Regions from separate parts of the Mus musculus genome. Here regions 1, 2, 3, 4 and 5 are each linked to region 6. The links are chromatin contacts, called in public Hi-C and promoter capture Hi-C maps. All regions are on one chromosome and are shown on one strand. The core of a region is the stretch at or near the end of the contact, and the rest is flanking DNA. Distances in the headings are between cores, read along the strand shown.

Region 1 (3,677 bases), core at 714-3,213, 180 kb after region 6:
ATTCTAGCACTTGGAAGATAAAGTCAAGCAGATCTCTGTGAGGTCAGTCTGGTCTCGGTAGTGAGTTCCAGGGCAGCCAAGATGAGACCTTGTTTCAAAACACTACCACTACCACCACCACTACCACCAACCCCTACCCCTGAAGCAGGAACAAAAACCCACTGGAAGAATCGGGTAAGCCAAAAAATTATGGGGGACACAGGTATCTGAACGGAAAATGAAGTCTATAATTAATTCCTTGCATCCTTCCACCAACTTCTTTTTTCTCTTTTCCTTTTTTTAGACAAGATTTCACTTATCTCAGGCTGGCCTCGGATGTGATATGTAGCAGAGGAACTTCCTGAATTTCTGATACCCCTTCCTCCTCTCCCAGAGCTGTGGTGTTACATACAGCCCTCCTGTCTCAACAGGCTCTTAGGATTCTTAAATAACAAGACAACACTATGGTGAGGTTTTGTTTGTTTGGAGACAGGAAAATGTGCAGAAAACAGAGATAGAGAGTCCTGTTCACGAAGTTTACTTTTCTTCATTGCAGAGGAAGTAGAGATATTGAGGTGTGCCCAGGGGAAGATAGAGGCACCTAGAGACAGAAAGCAAGCCATGGAAGAGGTGAGCGACAAATCGTACAGAAAGAAAGTGGCAAGACCCAGAGGGACAAGGCTGCTGTGCACTACAGCTCAGCAAGTAAGGGGCAGCCTCGATGGAATACAGGTGAGTGATTCCTCACCTTGATGCTGGATGGTCACTACTCACAACAGCTGCACCCACTGCTTTTATCTGGATGCTAGAGCAGTCTTGGGAAAGGCATTGTGTTCTGGGTTCCCTGGTCTTCTTCCCTAGCACCCATTGGGGACTTTGCTTTGGTGATGAGAGCCCTGGCTTCCCCCGGCATGAGTATTGGGGAAGGCAAGGGACCCAGAAGATATCTACCCATGGAAGATTCCAGTTGAGTGAAAAGTCACAGTGAAATGTCCAGTTAGATAGGAACAAAGCAGGGTGTGAATGGCTTTGGAAGTCAGTGCTGAGGGGCTAGTTAGGTGCAATTAGGGATTAAAGTTTGTTGGAGAAGGCTTCCTGGGAAGACTATTGTAGGAGAGTCTGGAAAGATGGGATGTGTTATTTATATATGTCTACTTATGAGGGCCAGGAGACATAAGAGTTGGTAAATAAACAAAAATCTGAGTCAGGACGATCTTCCTTACTAACCTGGGTGGGCACCACCAACCTGTTCAGAGTCCAGTGCAACCAATGACTAAGGAAGGGCTCTTAACACAAAGGGCTTCCCTGGTTCTCCAGCTTACAGGCAGCAGGTCCCATAGGGCTGTGAGCGTATTTCCACAATACATCTCCTCACATTGATAAAAGGATGGTTTTGATTTTGCTTCTTGGAGAAACCCAATTCAGGATACAGGCTGGCAGATGTCAAGGCAAGAGAGAAACAGATTAAAATGGCGAGGCTGTGGATTTAGATGCTAATGCTAACAGGGATGTTCACTGTCAAAGAGGTAGGTGCTGAGAGAAATGCCTTCGTGGATATTTGTTTGGTTGTTTTGTTTTGTCGAGTCAGGGTTTCTGTGTAGCCCTGGCTGTCCTGGAACTCACTCTGTAGATCCGCCACAACCACACGGTTGCCTCTTTGGATGTTATGTAAACAGTTAATGGCCCTTGGAGGGCTGCAAAGATGATGCCTTATACCTCGGGGCAGCAAGAGGGAAAGGTCTCTGGTGGATGAGGTATTGGGGATGGCTGCAGAGTCCAGATGGTTGTGACGTCTTGATGTAAATCATATTATTAAACTACAATCCCCAGCGACCCGTGGAACTCTTTTAGCGAGTTTTCCGGGGATTTGGCATTTCCGGCGGAAGCAGACGTCGCTAGCCATTCTTCTTATTTAAATGCTGTCGACTACAACTCCCAGTGCCCTCCGCGCCAGGACGAAGAAAGGAAGCGGAAGCTGCATGGGGAGCTTGTGCAGGTGAGGGAGTAGGGGGCTGGATCTCTGGGAAGGGCGGTGGGGGCTCTCGGAGTTCCGGAGAGGTAGCCGCTCTGTGACTCCAAGGCCTACAAGGGGCCCCTGTGAGCCCTGCAGCGCTGTTTTGATTTAAATCCTGTGGATTTCTGTACCACCTACAAGGGACAGCGGCTAGCTAGTGGCTTGGATTCTTATTTTTGTTTTAGGTTTATTTATGTTATTTTTTATATATGGGTGTTTTGTCTGCACACCAGAAGAGGACATTGGATACTATAGGACTGCAGTTTGACTCTTGCAAGCCGCATTATGGGTGCTGGGAATTAAACTGAGAACCATTGAAAGAGCAGCCAGTACTTTTACTTAATGAGCCTCCATCGCACTGTGGCCTGGATGTATCTCAGGGTTGCCCTTTGTTTTTTAATGTAATTTGAAATGTGTGACATGTTTCTTAAGGCATTTTGCTTTTTGAGGGGAAAAAATGCACACACACACACACACACACACACAAAAGGCTCCTGATCTTCTCATCTTTCCGCCTCTACCTCCTGAGTGCTGAGCTGATAGATACGAGCTTCTATACCTGGTTTACAGTGCTGGGGATTGAACCCAAGGCTTCATTCATCTTTGGTATACACTCCACTGAGTTGCAGCATCAGGCATTGAGCTTATGGCTGTTGGTGACTTTAGGGAGGACTGTCAGACTTCCTGCTAGGAATTTTTTTTTTTTTTTTTTGATTTTTTGTCCAGGACAGCAAAGCTCAGATTATATCTGTCCTCTTAGCTCTTCATGGCTTATCCCAAACCTGTCTTATATCTTATTTTGGAGTTATCCCCCCAACATATGAGGGACTCAAATATTTAAGAAATAAACAATTGCTGGAGGTAGGTTGATGGTTCCTATAGAGAAGAGCCTTAAAGTGATTTGTGCAAGAGAACCTTCTTAGATGTCTTGGCTGGTAGGGCTCTTGCCACCAAACCTGATGACTTATATTCATTCCTCAGAGCCTTGACAGTAGAAGAGAACCAGCTCCCAAAAGTTATCTTTTGCCACATGAGTTGCTAAGGTGTGCTTGCTCTCCCTAGTAAATAAAAACAACTGTTAAGAGAAAGAACCGTTTAAGAGAGGAAACCAGGACTAGCATTCTAGTTAGCCTGTGACACTTGCTACCAGATGAACAGTGAAAATAAGCTCTCCTCACTTCTGTGCATGCCTATCCTTGCTGTCTTCAGCCCAGAGCAGACCCATCTTAGACCTGAGAGAGATCCCTGTGCTGTTTTTTCTAATATTGGTTCTACACAGGGACTTGCAAAGCAAAGGTCCCAGAAAACCCAGTTCGCCACACCGTCCTCAGCTTTCCAGAATGTTCTGGGAGCCTGTGTGGACAAACCAGATTTCTAGCCTGCTATGGTGACACATCCAGGTAATCCCAGCACTCGGGAGACTGAGGCAGGAAGAAGGCCACTGGTTGGAGGTTAGTAGGTCTACATCTTGAATTTTAGGACAGGCAAAGCCATGTAGTGAGACTTTGTCTCAAAACGCATAAGATAAAAATAAAGTCTAAAAGAAAGAAGGAGGAGGAGGGAGAGGAGGAAGCAGCAGAGGCAGTGGGAGCTAGTGATGTAGCTTAGTGATATACTATTATTACCATCATTCTCTCATACTGGGGTTATGGGTGGTAGAGAGGAATCCATCAGTAATGGTTCA
Region 2 (3,783 bases), core at 679-3,178, 130 kb before region 6:
CTTACCTTGCTTGAGATTCAGAGAGGACAGTATACTAACAAATGAGGACATAATGACAGACTCCTCCTCTGGACACACGGACAGATTCTGAAAGAAAAGTCGAAGGTGCAGTCAGTGCTCACAGGTTCATAGGATGGAAAACGCAGCCACGGGCTCAGTGTGTGAAAGTAGAAGGAACTGCTGGCTACCCAAAACAGAAAAACCCACGCAAGAAACAGACGGAGCTGCCTAGGATCCCTGCTATGAGGCATGCCATTTCTCTTCATTTTCTTTCCTCTTGCTTAGAGGGAAGAAATCTGCTGAGACTATTCATCTGTAGTGTATAGCAGCTTTATGACACCCAAACTATAGACATTCAGCCACAGTGGCTCTAGAGGGAAAAATCACCAGGAATCATGCTGGAGTCTCCGAGATGTCATCAGTGGAACATACCTGAATGATGTCACTAAGCACAAGGACATCAAATCTGGCCAGGTACTGGAGGTGGTACTGCTGAATAACTTTGATGTGTCTTCTGACCAGAGCCCTGATCTCCTCCAACAGGAACAGAAGCTCTGCAATGCTCCTGTAAAGACAAGGACAAAGACAGAGACAGACATTGATAGAACTGTGAGAGGACACACACAGCCACTCAAGGCAGGGACTGAGATGCGCCCCCCCCCCAGATCATGTGACACCTCCTTGCCTGTTCTCACAGTCTAAGGACAAGGTTAAGTAAATACTAACGAGTCAGCATAGTCTTCGGGTGTCTTAGTCTTGGTGACATTTTCTGTATGGCGAACCAGCCAAGTGACCTCATCACGAATGAAAGACAGGGCCATGAAAGCAAAAAGGGCCTAAGAGAGAAAAAAAGCCTATTAGAATTTTCTACTTAAAAAGATTTCCTACTTACAAAACAATTTCTTTTTAAATTTTAGTGTGGAGACATAGCTTAGTTGGTAAAGTGCTCACCTCTCAAGTACAAAGCTCTGGGTTCAATGCCCAGAACAGAGCAAAAGAACGGGGGGGGGGGGGAGTGTTAAGCACAGAAAAAAAAAGTATTGAAATAATCTATATGTGGATATAATTGGGTAGCCACACGAATGACATCTGGAAACAAGCATGCAGGCATACAGAAAGCTGAACCATATGACTCAGACACACACATGTTGGCCCAAGCTCACAGTCAATACCCCTCCCTCCTCACAAAATTAAATTTTAGAAATACTTAATGGGTATTTATATAGCTTAAAACAGAAAGCAAGCTCTGTCATCAATTAGTTTGCACTCAAATAGAAGATAGGCCAAGTATGCAAATAGCTGTTAGATGGCATGCTATGTTGCCAGGGTAAAACACGAAACATTTGGGCACTTGGGGAGTCACAGAATAGGCACACACACACACACACACACACACACACACACACACACACACACACAAATTGACCACAAGAGACTCAGGAATGGGGCATGAGAGATGGTTCCATTGGTAAAGTGCTTGCCATGGTAGCATGAGGATCTGAGTTCAGTCACCAGAACCCATGAGAAAAGAAGCCATGCACAGAGGCATGCACTTGTAATTCCAGCGCTTAGGAGGCAAAGACTTTCAGATTCCTGGACTCACTGGTCAGTCAGCCTTGCCTAATGCATGAGCCTCAGGCCAGTGAAAGACTGTCTTAACAGAACAAGGTAAAAAGCCTGAAGAACAGGACCTGAGATTATCCTCTGGCCTTCAGACTCATGTATGCTAACATGCATGAGCACACATAAACACACACACACACACACACACACAAATTAGAGAGGATGGCCTGAATCAGGTGATGACTGACAGAGAGGAACTGTGAATTTTGTCCAGAAAAAGGAAAGCTGCTGTTGCACTGCTCTGAAGTGACTCAAACGTATGCATGAGGGGGTCTCGAAATGCAGTGACTCATAAGTGCTAGGTTACCACACACACATAGTCATTGGTCACCATCCCTCCCCCAACACTTCTCTTGCCTTAGGACCAAGCAGGCCTGGTTCATCATTTAACACAGTCTCCAACTCCTTCACAGCTGTCCGCAGAAACTGCCGGCGTTGACAGTGAAACTGGCCACTGAGGAAGGAAAACGTAAAATAGAGAATATTGTCTTTCCCTCCCTCACAAGTTCCCCCTGAAGTAGTGCAGAAGAGAGCAGCACTTGGGAAGATGTGTCAGGCAGGAGGAAGGCTCAGTGCTAAACTCAAACTTAGAAAATACAAACATCTGTGGGGCTGCAGGAAGTTCCTGGGATGAGCCCACAAGTCTGTATAGAGATTCCTATCCCAACCCCTCCAGGCCCACATCCCACCTTTACCTGTTTGTAATGGCGTGTTCCTTGCTCTCCTTGATGTCTGCCACTCGCTTACTGTACCTGAGGATTGACAGACCAAGCACAGTAGGGCGTCATGTCATCTGTTAGTAAGTACACACACCCTAACTAGCAGGGTTCTCACTCATTCTTCTCACACTATGCAAACAAGGCTATCCAGTGGCTTAGAGGCCATCTTGTGACTTAGAGGCCACTGTGCTCTGTTTGCTTCATTCTAAGAGACAATCACTACAGGAGCCAAGCCAGGTTGTGATAATGCATGCCTGTCATCATTAGCAGTCAGGAGGCAGAGCAGGAGAATCATGAGTTGAAGGCTAGCCAGGGAGACATACAGAGAGTCTGTCAAAAGACAAGGAGGGTGAAGGGGGTTAGGAGAAGAAAAAAAGGAGCAAAAGGAAGAAAGGAGGAAAACAGAAGAGACAAAGAAAACGGAAAGGAAACAGTACACCACTGTGGGAAGGAAATGACTTGCAGTGGTCAGTTGGCCTCTGGTGATGAAGGTCAGGTCCTTTCACACACTGGATACTGCTGGATACTTTCCGGTCAACTACTTTTGCAGATTTGATTGAGATAAGGAAGGGAGTCACAAACCACCACCTTCCCTTTCTCACCCCTGCTTACTACACATCCCATTCCCCTCCACCCACCCACTCTTCCTGATGTTTAGCTCACCAGTTATCTGTCACTGTCTATCCCTCCCTCTCTGCTGCCTTATTTGCTTCTCTCAAGAAACAATTCTGACTTCTGGAGATCCTCACTTGACACAGAACTCCACCTATTCTCTCGCACCAGCAGCTCCTCCAGACATATACTCCTTTTCCCTCCTCACCTCTCACTGACCCTTCCAGTCTCATAAGGCCTTCAACACTGCACAATCCATTCCTCTGAGGTCAATGTGAACTCTTGAATCACCAAATTAAATAACCTTTGTTATTACTGTGGTTCATCTGTTTGATCCTATCTTTTTCCTAATAGAGACCTGCCCCCGGAATCCCACACTAAGTGGCCTCTTGCTCCTGCCCCTACTATCTTCATTCATCCTGTCAGCTGCTGCCATAGCACTAGAAAGACTCTGTAACCTCTCATTTCCCTTCTCCAAGCCTCTCCTTTACTGAACTTAGCATGAAAATTAAAGACATTTGGAAGTGAGAACTATCTTAATTAAATCAGGATTCAACTCTATAGCACTGCTAATGGATAATTATTTCAACTTCCATCCAGTACAGGAGACAGACACAAGATTAAGAGTAAAAAAAAAAAAAGCTAGAATTATTTCATATTCCCACTTCTCATTAACTGAGGGACATTCAGGCTGAGTCCTGCCTTCTCATTTACATATATACTTACATACATACATACATATACATACATACATGTATGATATATTATATGTGTGTACTATATATATATATATATGTAAATAATGTATACCTAAATTATTGTAAAGATC
Region 3 (3,284 bases), core at 120-2,619, 190 kb after region 6:
GATTGGGCCCTCATGCTCTCAGATACAATGCAAGCAGGTCAGCTGCAATAGAATCTCCCCCACCCCCACCCCCCCGTACATTTTGCCTGTTCTTCTGTCCCCACAGCCCCGCTCAGATCCTCAAGTCTCCGGGCCCTGCTCGCAGAAGGGATGGCGGAGAGCCCAGAATGGTCCTCTGCGGGGACCTGTGCCAAGCCAGGTTGCCATTTCCATTTTCATTAATTGAAGTGGCGTAATCCTGATCATCTCAGGTCAACAGTTAACTGTTGCTGGCTGGGAGCCTGTGGAGAACTGCCTATGCAGGACGTGCTCTCCTCCCTAACCTTAACCCTTGACCCTAACCTCCACGGTGCTGACTTCTTAGCTAGCTCCCCACCTCACACACATGGCCAACCTCACCTCTTGGGATTCCAGTTTCTATCCTCTCAGGAAGGCCCTCCTGGTGTCTATCTGCTATCCCGCTTGTTGTAATTGGGACTCAATTTTCTTTCTTTGTTCGGTTTAAAAAACATCCTTACAAATGCAGTTGCCTCTTGAAGCTTCCTGTGCTGTGGTTTGGGAGGACAGTATGTCGCTGAACAAAAGGTTTTGTTTTCCAACCCTGAATAGGCAAAGCAAATAGGTGGTGGTCTGGCTGAGTGTAAGAGTGAACACAGGCTTCCCTTCTTACTCAGCTTTGGGGAGGGTCTCTGCCTTACCCTATGAGGGTCATGCTTTGGCATCCTTTCTGCCCATGCTTGGCAGTGTCGCTTTGTGAGTGTCATTACCCCGGGAGAGGTCAGGTGATGTTTTGTCTTGCAGCATGAGTGTGTTAATACACATTTGTGTACTTCTGTGGTTCTAGGGACCATATTTGTTTGCCATTCTTAATCTTCCAGATGGACACTGGTATAAGTGAGTGTAGCCAATTTTTGCTGCTGCTATGTCTTTGTGCGTCTTCAGGATGTGTGTGTGTGTGTTCGTGCGTAGCCTCTTAGTTTTCAGTCTTCATAGGCTGATGTCTTTCTGAGTGTCCTCTGGCCGGGTTCAGAAGGGAGGGAGAGAAGCGTCGGAGGCAAAGGATTGGGCAGGAGGGGGTGCGTGGCAATCTGTGACTCGGAAAACAGACGTGCAGCGCGTGCGGGGCGGAGGCGGGGGCACTCTGGCCCCCAGCTCCTCCGCAATCCAATTAAATAACATTTAAATGCATAACCAGCCCGCGCGCCGATGAGGCTGGAGATTGGAGCGGGCGCGGCGGCGGGCTGCGCGGGCGGCGTTTTGTGGAGCTCAGCGATTCTGGCGGCAATTTCCCCGCGCCGCGCGGCTTTTACGAGCCCGCTCCCGGCGCCCGCCCGCTCCGCTGAGCCCGCCGCCTCCGCCCGCCTCAGTCTGCCTCCGCCCGCGCAGCCCGGCAGCGTGTGGTCCTGCTGCCCGCGCCGCCCCGCCTGTTCCTCTTCGGAGCTGTCCTGGGCTCCTTACTTCCAAAGCCTACCTACCTTAATCCTTTGGACAGAGCGCCCAGCCCTCAGTGCATTGCTGCTTTTCACCTGCTGGCTGCATCCACCTCTGACCTGGACCCCTTTTGGCCTGTGCAATTCCGCTCTATCTCTGGGTCACTGGCTCTGCACAGCTTGTGTTTCTCTCTGCCTCAGTTTACTCTCTTAGGCCTCCTGTGCCCTTTACCTTGAGCCCTTCCCTTTCCTCTTCAAGCCTACATCCTAGCACCAGAGTAAGAGGCTTGAAGGAGAGGCAGAAGGTGGTGGTAACAAGTGCATGGTTGGAAGAGGTGGCTTCTTCTCTGTATCCTTTCAGCATAGAAAGGACCGGCCTGTTCATTCAGGACCATCAGACGGCTCCTGTCCAGAAGTCCTGAGATTGATAGATGTGGGTCCATCAGCCCTGAGGTTAGTATGAAAGGGGCCACTTGCTGAAGAACCAAGAGCAGCCCCACCCCGAGATCCCTGATCTTCTGAAGACAGAATCCCAGGAAGACAGAAAGCAAGACAAGCCATTTCATGTCTTGTGTGGTACCCGACTCCCCTGTTTCATCTTCCCGTTCCCTCCCTTGCATATCTGTGTTCTGCCCCCCAACATATGGAACCTGGCATTTACCATATGCTGACGACCCAGGCAGATTTAGGGAAGATCTTTCCTGGCAGACAAACAGCAAGGGGAAACCCTCCTGCGAGCAGTCTGGCATGCTGGAGGAATGGCATTGAGGCCGGTATGGCTGGAGCAGGGAAAATAAGGAAGGGAATGAGCTGTGGCTTCTAAGAGGTCACAGAAAGCTAATCACGATCATGTGGGGACTAATGAGTCACAGCTAAACTTGCACTTCCACTCTGAATGGACAGGGAGCCATTGGAGAGTCAGGGCCTGAGAGTGATATGCATACTCCCCTTGACTACTCAATGCTGTCATGTTGAGAATGCAGTGGGAAACAAGGACGTCCAAGAGTGCACTGTAGCAGCAAGGAGAGAGTGGGGCCTGGATGAATGTTGCAGAGTCAGCTCGGGGTGGGGGTGGGGGGTGGTTGCGGTGAGTCAGATGGGAACCGTGGAAGCAGCATCATCAAGGAAAAACTAAGAGGTTTTTGTGTTGTTTTGTTTCCTACCAGTGACCAGAACATGGAACTTGTCATTACCTGGTATCATGGAATACCAAGGAGCTGGCATCAGGAGACATGCTTTGGACACATTTAGTGTGAGATGCCTGCTAAAGATCCAAGTAGAGGAGGCTCATGGGTCTTAGTTTCCTGTGAAGACTAGGCTGGCGATAGAGATTTAGGAGTCCTCAGTGATACTGGGTGTGATCCTTCAGGGGTCCAAAGACAAGAGCACAGATACTTCAATATTGCAACAGAATGGAAAAAAAAAAAAAACTGCTGAGGAGGATTTGGGGGAGAGATGTGGGATGAGGACTCTTGACTTGGCCATTCCTCATTCTGAGCAGCCCTCATTGGTCGTTTTCTATATGGTCCTGGCTTCATTCCCCTGGGAACTCTGCACAACAGCCACTCTGGGCACTTTGTGCCACTCACTGTTGACCAGGGCCTGCAAGATTCCAGATGCTCAGCCTTCTAGACCAGGAAAAACAGATCAATAGGGTCTGAAATCCTGCCTCCTCTTTAAAGCTTTGCCAATAGGGAAACTGAGGCCTTGAGAAACAGTTTGCTTGGGGACTCCTGCCAGCAAGCGACCAAGGCCCCTAGAGCAGAACTGAATGTTCCTTGTGTACCTGCACTGTCACAGGCAGCAGAGGGCTACTGAGCACAAGGCTACACCCATGAGACAGAGGCTCGAAGG
Region 4 (3,715 bases), core at 295-2,794, 160 kb before region 6:
TCTTCTGATTAAGAATCCACAGAGTGTTAGAGATTACCCAACGGCACCTGCCTGGGAGGTAAACATGGTACATGACCCAATCCTGTTCTGCTTTGAGGGGCAGGAAGAAAACTTCCTTTTCTCTCTCAGAATGGTGCATGAAACACCTGAGTTCGTCCTCTCCTCTTTCAGGCCTCTCCATGTACTCTAGTCCCACAATAAGGAATGAAGCTTACATGTGCTTGGAGATCCTGAGAGATCCTATATAAATAAAAAGGCTTTGATTAAGCCAATCATGTTGTTCCTATCAATCAATCAGTCTTCTTCACTATCAATCACCCGGTCCTCTAGCGCCCAGGTGACGGTTCCACCCACTCCTCCAGACCATTAAATATGCAATTTCCAGACACCAAAGCAGATGATCTTCTTAAGTGCAGGGCACCCTCATCCTGTTCCCTGTGGGATGCAGGGGGAAGAACGACCAATCCCAAAGAAGATATATAGAACCCACAGGTTGGCACAAATATCTCTCTGTGCACTAGATCCGCCGCATCGGTGTGCAAGTGCTCTTCACACCTCTGTGACCCATGAACACTCGTGCACACTGCATGTGATGGGTCTCACATCTGCACAACCCTGCACATGGATATGTGTGAGTCAGCCTGGCACCTCCTGAACGCTGCCTGTCTGCAGCCCTGTCACACCGCACATACAGTGCGCTGCCTCTTTGCGCTGCTGCGTGTCAGCCTGTCACCCAAAGGGCCGCAAACACAAGCACAAGCTTTGCAACTCCTAAACCTGCTCTAACCAACAGGCTCGTTCTGCCAAGGACCCATACATGTGACCTGGACAAGGATGTCAGGGCCATGTTTCCTCGCACCTGCCAACATGTGTGACCAAGAGAATCTACCTGCCTGGTTCCAATTGCAGCACCACATACACGCAGAAAGAGAGTTCAACACGCGCACACACACACACACACCGCCCCCCCCGCCCCCCCCCGCCAGAGACTCACAGAGACCGTAGCTTAATCCACATTTTCTTGCTGGGGGCTGACTTCAGCTCCAGGGGTGACGGGCAATCCGACTCCAGCATCTCTGGAGGACTGCGGGGGGACAGCTCCATGCTCAGCCACTGTCTAGAGAACAGAAGGAGGAGACAGCCCCTCTGCTCAGCTTCGGACCCTTACCGAGAGATCCTCGCCCCTCATCCTAGACCCTTCCCACCTGCGGCTGGCGTGGACCAGCCAGGCCGGTGTGTTTCTGCTCGGCCCAAGCTAGCAGGGCTGCAGTTCCTGCGGCTGCTTCTCTCACGCTACCCGGCTGAGCTCTGGGCTCCAGCTTCCAGCTCTCCGCGCCGCTGCCGCCGCCACCGCCGCCGCCGCTACCTCCGCCACCGCCGCCGTGCGCTGCCACAGCCGCCTCCTCGCCTCCCTCCTCCTCCCCCGGCCAGGGCCCCCTCCCTTCGCTCCCCTCCCTGCTCCTCGACCCGCCCGCCCGCCGGTCTACCGCGCAGTGTAGCCACTCCTCCCCCTCGCCTAGGAGCGCAAGAGAGCCTAGGGGTGCACACACTCAGAAGCGCCCAAGGGCGAGCGCGCTCACAGGCGCCCAGTACGAGTGGCTGCTGCGTGTGCCCTTGCGCGCGGGGGGGCGGGGAGAGGGGTAGTGCGTGTTGACAGCGCGCGCGGGCGGCCCGCAGGACTTCGTGTGGATGGTGGGGTGGTTCCCTCTGGGTGTGTTCAGAGTTTCTGTGAATGCGCGCATGTGGTCCCAAGATTCCACGCGTGGCTGGTTGCCCGCGTATCCTCGGTGGTCCTTCTTTCTCCCTGTAATACCAGGCCGTGGGTGGAGTGAAGCCACAATCCTCAGAACCTAGCCAGGCCAACCCCCACACGCCGCGGTCCTGTCTTTGAAAGGAAAAGTTCTGGTGGCTCGGAGCAATGCTGGCATCCCACAGCTGGCCTCAGCTCCCACAACCGGGTCTTCCGGACCTGCCTCCTTCGCCCGCCCAGAGGGAATTTCTATGTATTTTAAAGCTCTGCAGATCAAGCAGCCCCCATGCCTTCCTTAACTACCCAGTAACTGCACACAGACAGGAAAGCAAGCCTGATAGCTAGCCTGGCCTGCAGGCCTGCAGCCGTTCCAACTGACTTCATTTTATTCTGCCTTCAAAGGAAAAAAAAAAAAAAGTAAGAGCTAAAGGCCCAGTGTAGAACAGCCTCTCTGCTGAATAAATATTTTGTGACACAAGAAAGTAGAATTTGAACTCAAGACTGTGTGACAGGGCAAAACCTCTTCCATCCTACCGTGTCCCACCATGGGACCCAGTTCTGTCTCTCTGTTCTCTGAATGAACACCTACTTTGGCACCGTAGAAACTCTCATGCAATCTGCAAATAGAAATGGATTCACTGACTGCTGGTTTTCTAACAAGCCACTAATCCAGGGTTCCAGAATGTGACTTTTCATTTCAAGAACTCTGGGGTTTGGGAGGAGGGGTGACCGGGAGGAGACATATATTCTAAACTATGGAGTGGAGGCTCCTCTTTTCTCAGGTGAAGGAAGAGAAAGGATCAGAGGGGAAGTGCTAGACTCCCACTGTGAAAAAAACTGCCAGGAGAAGCAGCCACTGGGAAGCACAGAGATAGAAAGCTACAGCAGAGTTGGAGATAGAGCCAAAAGTGACAAGAATCTTGGGACCTCACCTTCTGTCAATCTAACTTCAACAAACATCACTGTTCCCTCCTCTCCAGAGAAGCAATCACAGACTAGAGACCTCAGCATCTGAGACTCTATCACTCTTGCACAATGTAGTTTACAGAATTTGTGAGCCAGCTCCTTTATCACCTGAAGAAGGGATTTGCTGGAAACTACACAAGAATTAATTATGAACTAGGATTAGAGTTAAAATGCTCTAACTCAAAAATTTCATTAGAACTAAGGATTTTTCTGATACAGACAGAGTGTTCAACTGGTGAAAGGGAAGAAGGGTTCCAGGGTGAACTTTCAACATTTCAACACAAAGATAATTTCAACATGTCAACACAGTGACATGCTCAGCTCTCCTAGGCTCCCAATTCCTGACCCTTTTAAGAAAGGGGTCATTGATAAAATCTATCTACCTCCCTTTCCATTTAACAAGAAAAGTGTGCACAGAAGAAATAACACAGTCCCACAGAGACAACCTGTAAGTCAAAGCCAAGTCGATCGAGGCCTTTTCCACTCTTTGGCTTTCACTTTCTTTAGTCACATGTTCTGGTATTCAGCTTCACCCTCCTCCCTCTAAGCTGAAGTGAAATCACATTTCAGCTTTATGAACTTCTAAAGAGACCAGAATATGAAGGTATTCTTGTCCCATTTGAGGAGTCAAAAAAAACAGCTATTCTTCTCTTCCTGTCTTTTCCACCTCTCCTCCCCTCCCCTCCCATACCTTTCCTAGGCTTTCTCCCCAGTCTCATCGCCCTCCTTCCTGTTCAGCTTCTGCTGAACTGCCCTGCCCTCACCCCTGGGAAAGTCTGCCTCCTCACACACCTTGCCCCACAATCCCTTCCAACAAGCTTGGAGTTTGATAAAGACCAAAAGTGATGCTTTGGCAGCAGGTGACGGATGGATGTGATCTGCCTCCTACAGGAATGCTATTTAAAGGGACAGCCCCACAATCCTCTCTCTCCAAAGTGACAAGAGAAAAGCCTGCTCTTCAGTCTCTACCATGCTGCAAACTCAGCTCAAGTTAACTTC
Region 5 (3,270 bases), core at 205-2,704, 160 kb after region 6:
TTTGGTTTTTGTGTATGTGTGTGTTTTCAAGACAGGGTTTCTCTGTGTAGCCCTGGCTGTCCTGGAACTCACTCTGTAGACCAGGATGTCCTTAAACTCAGAAATCCACCTGCCTCTGCCTCCCAAGTGCTGGGATTAAAGGCATGTGTCACCGCTGCCCGGCCAATTTTTTTTTTTAATTAATTTTTTTAGGGTCTTCCTACATTGCCCGGGGTTATCTTGAATTTGTGATCCTTTTGTTTCAACTCCTGAACATTTGGGATTACAGGCCTATACCACCAACTCTGTCTGGGAGACAAGAGGGCAGGAAGGCAGTCAGGGTAGGAAGGCAACAGCTCATGAGCGGAGTGAGGGCAGTCCAGAGGCTGCAGTCCTCTGACAGAAGGCCAGTGGGCACAAGCCTGGCCCAGATGTAAGAGATCAAGCTACATGGAGCTGCTGGCAGAAGTCGAAGGATGTTCTTAACCAGAGCATACATCATAATCTTTGCCTGAAATTCGGGGAGTTTCCAGAGTTTTGGGGCACCCCAATCACATACACTGCATTTCAGCAGGATACCAGACTTCACCAGTCCTTCAGGAAGGTTGGACTAGGAAGGAGTCTAAGTGGTCCTGGAAGACTAGGAGGTGGTGGTGTCTAATCCCGGTTGTGGACCTCGGTCTGCGGCTGGAGGATGCAAAGAGATGCCCAGAAGGTGGCGCGAGCCGGCGACAGCGGTCAAGCACAGAGGTGGCCCGCTCCATGGGTCTCACTCGCCCTGCGTGCAGCCCACCCACTGCCAAATGAAGGCATGCAGCCAAAGGCAGCCGAGCACAGCTGGATATGCAAATGTGTGCAAATGACATGGCGCCTTGGTTGGGGAGCGAGCGCGGCGCTGTCACAATTCCTGCTTCAAAAGACTTAGGGTGGGCTGTGCATGGTCCCAGTCCCGCTTGCTGGGTGACCATTTCCTGGGCTCCCACACACTCATCCTGCATAAGGCACAGGCAAAGAGCAGGCCCCCTGGCATGGAGAAATTTCCCTACCCACCTGTCAGCTGAGCGTAGTTCCTTAATGAACAGGCATGTGAGGCTCGCTGTGACGATACCACACTCACCCCAGCCTCAGAATCCTCTCTTCCCAGGACCAAACCATTTGCCCTCCTCCATTCCTTCATTAATATCCGTCTCCCTGCTTCCCTATCTGAAGTCCTTCCAGAAGTCTAACCACAATCACACTTGCTGCTGTTAGTACGTTACTTTTCCTTGTGGTTTGGCGAAACCATTCTACAAGTCCAGGTTGCTGTGTTTTTGAGTGTGTGTGAACAGGCTGAAGGATTCCAAGGCACTGCTGAGGAATAAGTCCCTACCCTAGGCTAGAACCCCGGAATCCGGTCCGGCGCCTGGGCGCTCTCCCTCTTCTGCGCCACCTACAACGGCCACACGGGGTCTTCCTTGAGCTAAGAATGGGAACTCGTGCGCCCCACGCTGGTGCGGGCGGGATGCGGGACTCTTAAGACTCGGCTCAGGCTTCCCACCGAGCACCTCTCCGCAAGCAGCTTACGACCTCCATCCCCCATCCCCACACCCCAAATCACGCTTAGTAGGAGGGCGGGGAGGGAGCCACATACTAAGCGCCCTCCCAGGGAAACTGAGGCTCTCCACCAGTCCAGCTCTTGGGGATTGGGTATGGCACAGCTAGCGAGGCGGAGAGATAGGAAATTAGAATGGGGGTGGAGGGAGACCATCAGAAGCAGCGTTGGATGGCCTGGATGACAAAAGGCGAACGGAATGCAAGATAGAGTGGCGGGGACAGTTTTTTGTATAGGGGAACGGAATTGTAAGCAAGAGTGGGAAGAAAATTAAGGCACTCACTTTCTCCAGTGAGGCTGTAACTTGGCAGATTTGGCTGTAGATGCAGTAAGAGGGATGGTGGTTAGACACCAAGAAGGACTTCCCCAAAGTAGTCAAACCTGGATGCTCAGGGAGAAGGACTGAAAATGAGGACTGTAACCTGAAACCCCCTCATAACTAGAAACTGGTAGGGAGAGGAGGTGTGAAAAATGCTGCGGCGAGGGGGGGGGGGGCGGGGCGGGGCGGGGTGGGTGGGAGGGGGAGGCAATGGAAGGAAGCTCAGGTGGAATGAGTCGCCCTTCACCCCCGGAAGCGGCGGCGGGTCGGACCAGGTGCTCACATCGTGGCCGCCCACTGGGACGCCCGGGTGGCCCCGCGCCCCACCCCCGCTCCAGGCTGGCCCGGTGGGTTCCGGGGCGAGACTGTCTGCAGGACCTGCCTCGCCTCGCTCTTTCCAGTGCCCAAGTCGCCCTGGGTGGTCGCAATTTGGAAGCACACAGTAGGGAGTTTAAGTCCCCCAAGACCCGTCCCCGCGGTTGACACCGGGTGTGTGTGTGTGGGGGGGAGGTAAGGTGGGGGGGAGAGGCTCAGGTGTCCGGCAGGGGGCGCCCGCGAGAGCGAGGCCCTGCTCCGGCACGTCTCGCGCGCTCCCTCTGCTGGCAGCGGCGCTGCCTCCACTGCAGGCCGCCGGTGGACCCCATAGACGCTATCCGACCCTAAGGCAGGCCTGGCTCCTCTCCATCCTTCAGAGGTGTGGGAAGATTTAAGAACAACGATCCCACGCAGTTCTGCAGCGACTCAAGACCAGCAGAGTGGGAATCCCCAGACCTCAGAGGGATCTTTCATGTCCACTGTGGAGGCCCGGAGTCCAGCCTGTTCCCAGGGTCTCCTAGCCAAGCTCCAAAGTACCAGTGCTCTTCCCCATTTGCCAGAACTGTCTTCTGAACACACAAATCAGTATGGGCCTCTCCCTATCTCCAAAGTACTCACAGGAAAGGACGCTCCTCCGGCCACCTTGGCTTTGCCCATGTCCACACTTGTCCTGCTCCTCAACAGCCTTGGCAATGGCTTGCAATCTTCACTAGCAGGTTCCTGCTCAATCCTTAACGTACACTTCAAATGTCCAAACTGAGTTTTTCCTTCCCATAGAGAGTCCAGCTTGCCTATAACAGAGTCTGGCCTTTATTTGATACTCCTGCCTCCAACTCCTTAGCGCTGGAATTATGGGCACACACCACCACCCTAGGCTACGTGAACTTTAGAAGCATCTCTCTTGTGGAGGCTTTTATCCTAGGCGTGATCTAATTATTATCCTGTTTTCCATGCTTCCATCTAGAACAAGATGGAGTTCTTAAGCACACTTAGTGTTGCTGGGAGCCCACCTAATCTCTCCCACTGAAGCACACAAGGACTCACGTGTGCCCCTAGGCCTAGACTG
Region 6 (3,687 bases), core at 1,158-3,657:
CACCTGAACCACACACCACTCTAAGGTCTTAGAATCCTATACTTAATGAGTATCTTCCCAGAACCCACGAAGAAAGAGGGACTGAGGCAGCAAAAACACTGTGAGGCAGAGAAGCACCCAATACGTCCAATGATAGTAAGAACTCTCAATGAGATGCTATTGGAAGAGGTAAACACCAACTCCAGGGACTGAATCTAAAATGTCTCCCACTGTAATGAGGAAATGGCTGGGGCTTAGGGCTGGTGTCTGGGTATGTCAATATACGGTTAAGTACCTTTGCTTCTAGAGAGAGTGAGGAGATCTCCCTCTAATTAAGGAATTCCTTGGGCTCAGGCAAGCCATGGGTGTGATCTAGTACCATCCCTGAGCTTACTTCTTGGATTCTTCTATGTCTGTCGTCTCTGAACTGAGCTGCCTCTCCTCAACCACCCTACCTGCCCTGCAGATAGGATGTGTCTCCCACTCCGAGGCCTGAGCAACCCAGAGGAGAATGGAGTCTGTCTGTGGAGATCAGCCGCCCGAACCTTCTCCTTGCTTGCCTGAGTTGGTGGAAATGGAAGAGAGAAGTGAAGAAGTAAACGGAAGCAGAGCGACTGGAGATGTCAGAGGGGGAAGGGGCTCAGGAGAGGCAGCTGGCAAGCGGGAAGATGATCTGGGGGTCTCAAGTTTCTTGACATCAATTAGGGCAGCCGGCCTGGACTCATTAGTAGCCTGGGGTGCAGGGGCTCATCAATAATGAATCTGCCCCACACAATGCTCCCCCAACCCCCCAGCTGCCTGCAAGGTCACCGCACCCTCTAGCCAGCTGCCTCCCATAGTAAGCTAAGCAATCCCTCATCTGAGTTCCACCTAACTCGGGAGACCCTGGAAAGACAGTGTGGGCAGGTGGGCCTGAAGGGCAAGGAGGGGGCTCTCGAATCAGCCAAGCCCAGTGCTGGCCCTCGTTTTAGTATGTCTCCTCCCCAGGGGAGAAACCTGGAAAAGGAGAGGAGGGGCTAAACCTAGGAAGCAGGCTTTCTGTTATAGAAGTGCAGGAGGATTCCAGCAAGTTAGATTCAAAGCGAGAAGATGGCCTCTCGTGGACCCAGAGATCCCACATCTTTCCTCAAAGCAGGATCACAGGACTCAAAGACTAGGGTGCCGGCACCCATCTTTCACCTAGCCTTGAGCTGGAGTATCTTGGCAATTGCAAACAGCTTTTCACAGATGGAAGGCAGACATTGCTGAGGCTCACAGTAGGAACAAATCTAAAATTCCTGCACCTGAGTTAGCAATCAAGCCCCAACTTCCCGCCAGAAGCTGGAAATGCCCTCCTTTCCTCAAAGTTTCTGAATCCAATCCTATCACTCATGACCCCGCTTTTCACTCTTGCCTCCACCCTCCCTAAACCATGAGTGTTCCAATTCCCAGTCTCACCCCCTCTCCCTCTGGCTGGGTTGGCCTAAAGCTGGCTGCTTGGCCTTCTGGGAACTCTGCCTGCTGCCCTCCCTCTTGTGGCAGGTACAGACAGGTTCAGGCTGTAGCAGCTGCATCTTCCCTAGATACCTATCCGACTCTCACACTCCAGCTTCCTCCTGTTTGCCTTAGGAACATCCCATTCTCAAACGTCTCCCCAGCCTTCTTACACCCCTGCCACCTGAATCAAAGCTCTTCTTGGTAAGGTGTCCTGCATTTAACCCCGGGATAAATGCCCCTCCTCCCCAGCTCAGTCCAGGACATCTCTATAAGGTTGAACCTCGCTGATTCTGACCTTCTGTCATCTTCTAAATAGCCTAGCAATCACCACTGCAAGCTTCTAATTTCTGCCTCCTCAGGACCACTGAATGCAATCTGTTCACTTAGCTTCCCCTAAGAACACTGTCAGATAAACCTCGAATCCATCTTCAGAACCACGACTCACCTCTGATAGTCAGTCTCGACATCCTGCTCCGAAGCGGAACAAAGTAGGACCCAGGCATCCTCCCTGCACCTCCAGGGCCCACCCAGCCCATTGCTCTAGAGGGGCATCACTATCCCACTCAACCCGGGCTCTGTTCCTCCCCAGATCACTTAGGATCCTGTCCCTCTATCAGCTGAGAATGAGTCTTCCCGCCCTCAGACTGAGCCACTCAGGAACCCAGGCATTTTAGTTCCCAGCCTCCTCAATAACCTCACACCATCTTGTTCCCCAGCCCCAGCTAAAGCGACATCCTAAAACCCAGAGATTGGGGGCGGTAACTGAAAGGCTGGAGGAAGCGGGAGGCTGCCAGGACGCCCCCTCGCGGAGCCCGGGGTGCCAGGGTGCCCCCTCCGGTCTTCACCTGCTGTGGGCCCCGCCCCCGCTCCGCCTCGGCCCGCCCCTGCTCCTCCCCGACTCCTCCCCCCTGTACCCCGAGTCCGACCAGAACGGCCCCCGGGACAGAACGACGCGGAACCCCGGGAGCCAGGGTCCCCAGCATGATCCTCGGTGAGTGGTCTCCACGACTCTGGGATCCGGGTCCCTGGTTCCTTCTCACTGGGTCACCAACCCCCACCCTCCCTCACCTCGGCACCGCGGTGACTGCGGCCGCCGGTCTGCCACTCATTCCCCCTCCCCCCTCATCTGGCTGCACATCTGGGGTCCCCTCTTCCTCTCTTCCCCTAGCTGCGGTTTCTCCTGGTAACATAGGGAGGGGCAAAAGGAAGGCCGAGAGAGCGAGACCCCCGCCCCATAATGAGAACATTGCGTATTCATGAGGCTCATGAATATTATAAGACAGTGCAGGAGAGACTGTGGGAGGGGGCTGGTCCTGGCCTGGTAGAGTTGGAGTAAAGGTTCTGACCCGTCACCTCCAGCGCCTTCCCCCACCCTTGGCTTAGCCACTCCGACAGCCTTCTGGGCCCAGGATAAGAGGGAAAGGAGGAAGTGGGGGGCGGAGGAAGAAGATGCTGGGTGTAGCTTCGAGGTGAGTGTGGTGGGAGGTGGGAACCTGACGGGTGAAGATAAGGGGGCTGGGTAGAAGAGCGGGTGGGAAACTGTCCATCCCGGGCTCTTGCGGCTTAGATCCTGTCTCCGCAGCCATCCTGCCCCGACACGCCGGGACCTGCCCCTCTCTCCCTGCGCCGGCTGCCTGGGCCCTTCTTCTTCTCCTCCTTCTTCCCTTCCACCCCAGCCGTGGGTCGGGGGCTACAGGAGACCAAGGAGAGAAGGAAAGTCAGAGTGGGGGGAAGGGAAGTCCCGCTGGGCTCTGACAGCCAGCCCGTTCAGCCTTGGCCACCCCATCTTCATGACCTACATCGGGAAGGGAGCCCCAGGGATGGGGGAGGAGAGGGCCTAGCTGTACTCCGGACTCCGCAGCAGCCCCTGCCCTCAACCCTGCTGCCACAGCAGTGCAGGGCCTGCTCTGACCTCTGACCTCCACCCTGGCTAGGCCGGTTCCAGGGCCCTGTTTATTGTGAAGCCCCCTACCACTCTCAGACACCTGTGGTCTCCCTGCCCCCACTGAGGACACCTGGCTCTGTGCTTATGCTGAACTATATCCCGTGTCCTCATCCCTCTCCCAAGACTCTCTGCCTGTGTTCTCTTCTTTCCAGTGACTGTGTATCTTTCCTAGCCCATTTCTCCACTCTTGCGTCCTTCCTCCATCTAGCTGTTGTGTGGTCTCAGCCTCTCTCACGACTTTTATGCCTTGCTTCCCTCCAGCTGGCCAACCATCATAGCTATTTAAA

What was found. Promoter capture Hi-C pulls out the DNA fragments that hold promoters and counts their contacts. A called contact is a pair of places that touch in the nucleus more often than the background predicts. Capture Hi-C pulls out chosen DNA fragments and counts their contacts.
Region 1: a contact with region 6 is called in a promoter capture Hi-C map of liver. The contact joins the promoter of Smug1 here to the promoter of Zfp385a in region 6. A contact is called at or near these places in 8 of 39 promoter capture datasets (the C10 cell line, the SN4741 cell line, cranial neural crest and 4 more), 1 of 15 datasets of contacts at CTCF or cohesin (embryonic stem cells), 1 of 484 Hi-C or Micro-C datasets (rod photoreceptor), 12 of 115 datasets of contacts at active chromatin or transcription factors (the SCID.adh cell line, effector CD8 T cells, embryonic basal ganglia and 9 more) and 3 of 9 other capture datasets (adipose tissue, liver and pancreatic islet).
Region 2: a Hi-C map of bone marrow-derived macrophages shows a contact between it and region 6, with 51 read pairs. The contact joins the enhancer-like site here to the promoter of Zfp385a in region 6. A contact is called at or near these places in 1 of 39 promoter capture datasets (the C10 cell line), 12 of 484 Hi-C or Micro-C datasets (the 63-12 cell line, the BV-2 cell line, the Ba/F3 cell line and 8 more), 3 of 115 datasets of contacts at active chromatin or transcription factors (bone marrow-derived dendritic cells, bone marrow-derived macrophages and microglia) and 3 of 9 other capture datasets (adipose tissue, macrophages and pancreatic islet).
Region 3: a promoter capture Hi-C map of the SN4741 cell line shows a contact between it and region 6, with 3 times the contacts expected there. The contact joins the promoter of D930007P13Rik here to the promoter of Zfp385a in region 6. A contact is called at or near these places in 7 of 39 promoter capture datasets (3T3-L1-derived adipocytes, the SN4741 cell line, embryonic stem cells and 4 more) and 2 of 9 other capture datasets (liver and pancreatic islet).
Region 4: a Hi-C map of pre-B cells shows a contact between it and region 6, with 4 times the contacts expected there. The contact joins the promoter of Pde1b here to the promoter of Zfp385a in region 6. A contact is called at or near these places in 4 of 39 promoter capture datasets (the 3T3-L1 cell line, the C10 cell line and cranial neural crest), 6 of 484 Hi-C or Micro-C datasets (B cells, bone marrow-derived macrophages, cerebral cortex and 3 more), 7 of 115 datasets of contacts at active chromatin or transcription factors (bone marrow-derived dendritic cells, bone marrow-derived macrophages, embryonic hindbrain and 3 more) and 4 of 9 other capture datasets (adipose tissue, liver, macrophages and 1 more).
Region 5: a Hi-C map of the G1E-ER4 cell line shows a contact between it and region 6, with 3 times the contacts expected there. The contact joins the enhancer-like site here to the promoter of Zfp385a in region 6. A contact is called at or near these places in 16 of 39 promoter capture datasets (the 3T3-L1 cell line, the C10 cell line, the HPC-7 cell line and 11 more), 4 of 15 datasets of contacts at CTCF or cohesin (the G1E-ER4 cell line, the NIH/3T3 cell line, embryonic stem cells and 1 more), 12 of 484 Hi-C or Micro-C datasets (the G1E-ER4 cell line, the N1E-115 cell line, cerebellar granule neurons and 4 more), 22 of 115 datasets of contacts at active chromatin or transcription factors (the 230-238 cell line, bone marrow-derived dendritic cells, bone marrow-derived macrophages and 15 more) and 3 of 9 other capture datasets (embryonic stem cells, liver and pancreatic islet).

What each region holds. Positions count from the first base shown.
Region 1 is chr15:103,161,570-103,165,246 of GRCm38.p6, reverse strand. It overlaps Smug1 (single-strand selective monofunctional uracil DNA glycosylase), which reads left to right and starts at 1,963. Exons shown (of 6, transcript NM_027885.3): 1 at 1,963-1,975; 2 at 3,273-3,444.
Region 2 is chr15:103,469,821-103,473,603 of GRCm38.p6, reverse strand. It overlaps Nckap1l (NCK associated protein 1 like), which reads right to left. Exons shown (of 31, transcript NM_153505.4): 10 at 2,319-2,375; 11 at 1,981-2,077; 12 at 727-836; 13 at 433-565; 14 at 6-87. Among named protein-coding and RNA genes, the nearest start is that of Nckap1l, 18 kb to the right of the region's middle. Within about 2 kb of position 1,928, at least 26 of the 459 cell types and tissues checked have an H3K27ac peak or open chromatin away from gene starts, as enhancers often do. A contact at or near this core is called in the BV-2 cell line, bone marrow-derived macrophages, macrophages and 2 more, where this site is marked.
Region 3 is chr15:103,144,913-103,148,196 of GRCm38.p6, reverse strand. It overlaps D930007P13Rik (Riken cDNA D930007P13 gene), which reads left to right and starts at 1,369. Exons shown (of 7, transcript NR_045743.1): 1 at 1,369-1,883; 2 at 2,597-2,682.
Region 4 is chr15:103,500,863-103,504,577 of GRCm38.p6, reverse strand. Pde1b (phosphodiesterase 1B, Ca2+-calmodulin dependent) reads right to left here and starts at 1,544. Exons shown (of 16, transcript NM_008800.2): 1 at 1,206-1,544; 2 at 995-1,117. The coding sequence starts at 1,104. It also overlaps a transcript of Nckap1l not described here.
Region 5 is chr15:103,181,540-103,184,809 of GRCm38.p6, reverse strand. No RefSeq gene overlaps it. Among named protein-coding and RNA genes, the nearest start is that of Smug1, 20 kb to the right of the region's middle. Within about 2 kb of position 1,454, at least 104 of the 459 cell types and tissues checked have an H3K27ac peak or open chromatin away from gene starts, as enhancers often do. A contact at or near this core is called in the G1E-ER4 cell line, bone marrow-derived macrophages, cerebral cortex and 1 more, where this site is marked.
Region 6 is chr15:103,338,806-103,342,492 of GRCm38.p6, reverse strand. It overlaps Zfp385a (zinc finger protein 385A), which reads left to right and starts at 2,407. Exons shown (of 8, transcript NM_013866.2): 1 at 2,407-2,446. The coding sequence starts at 2,437.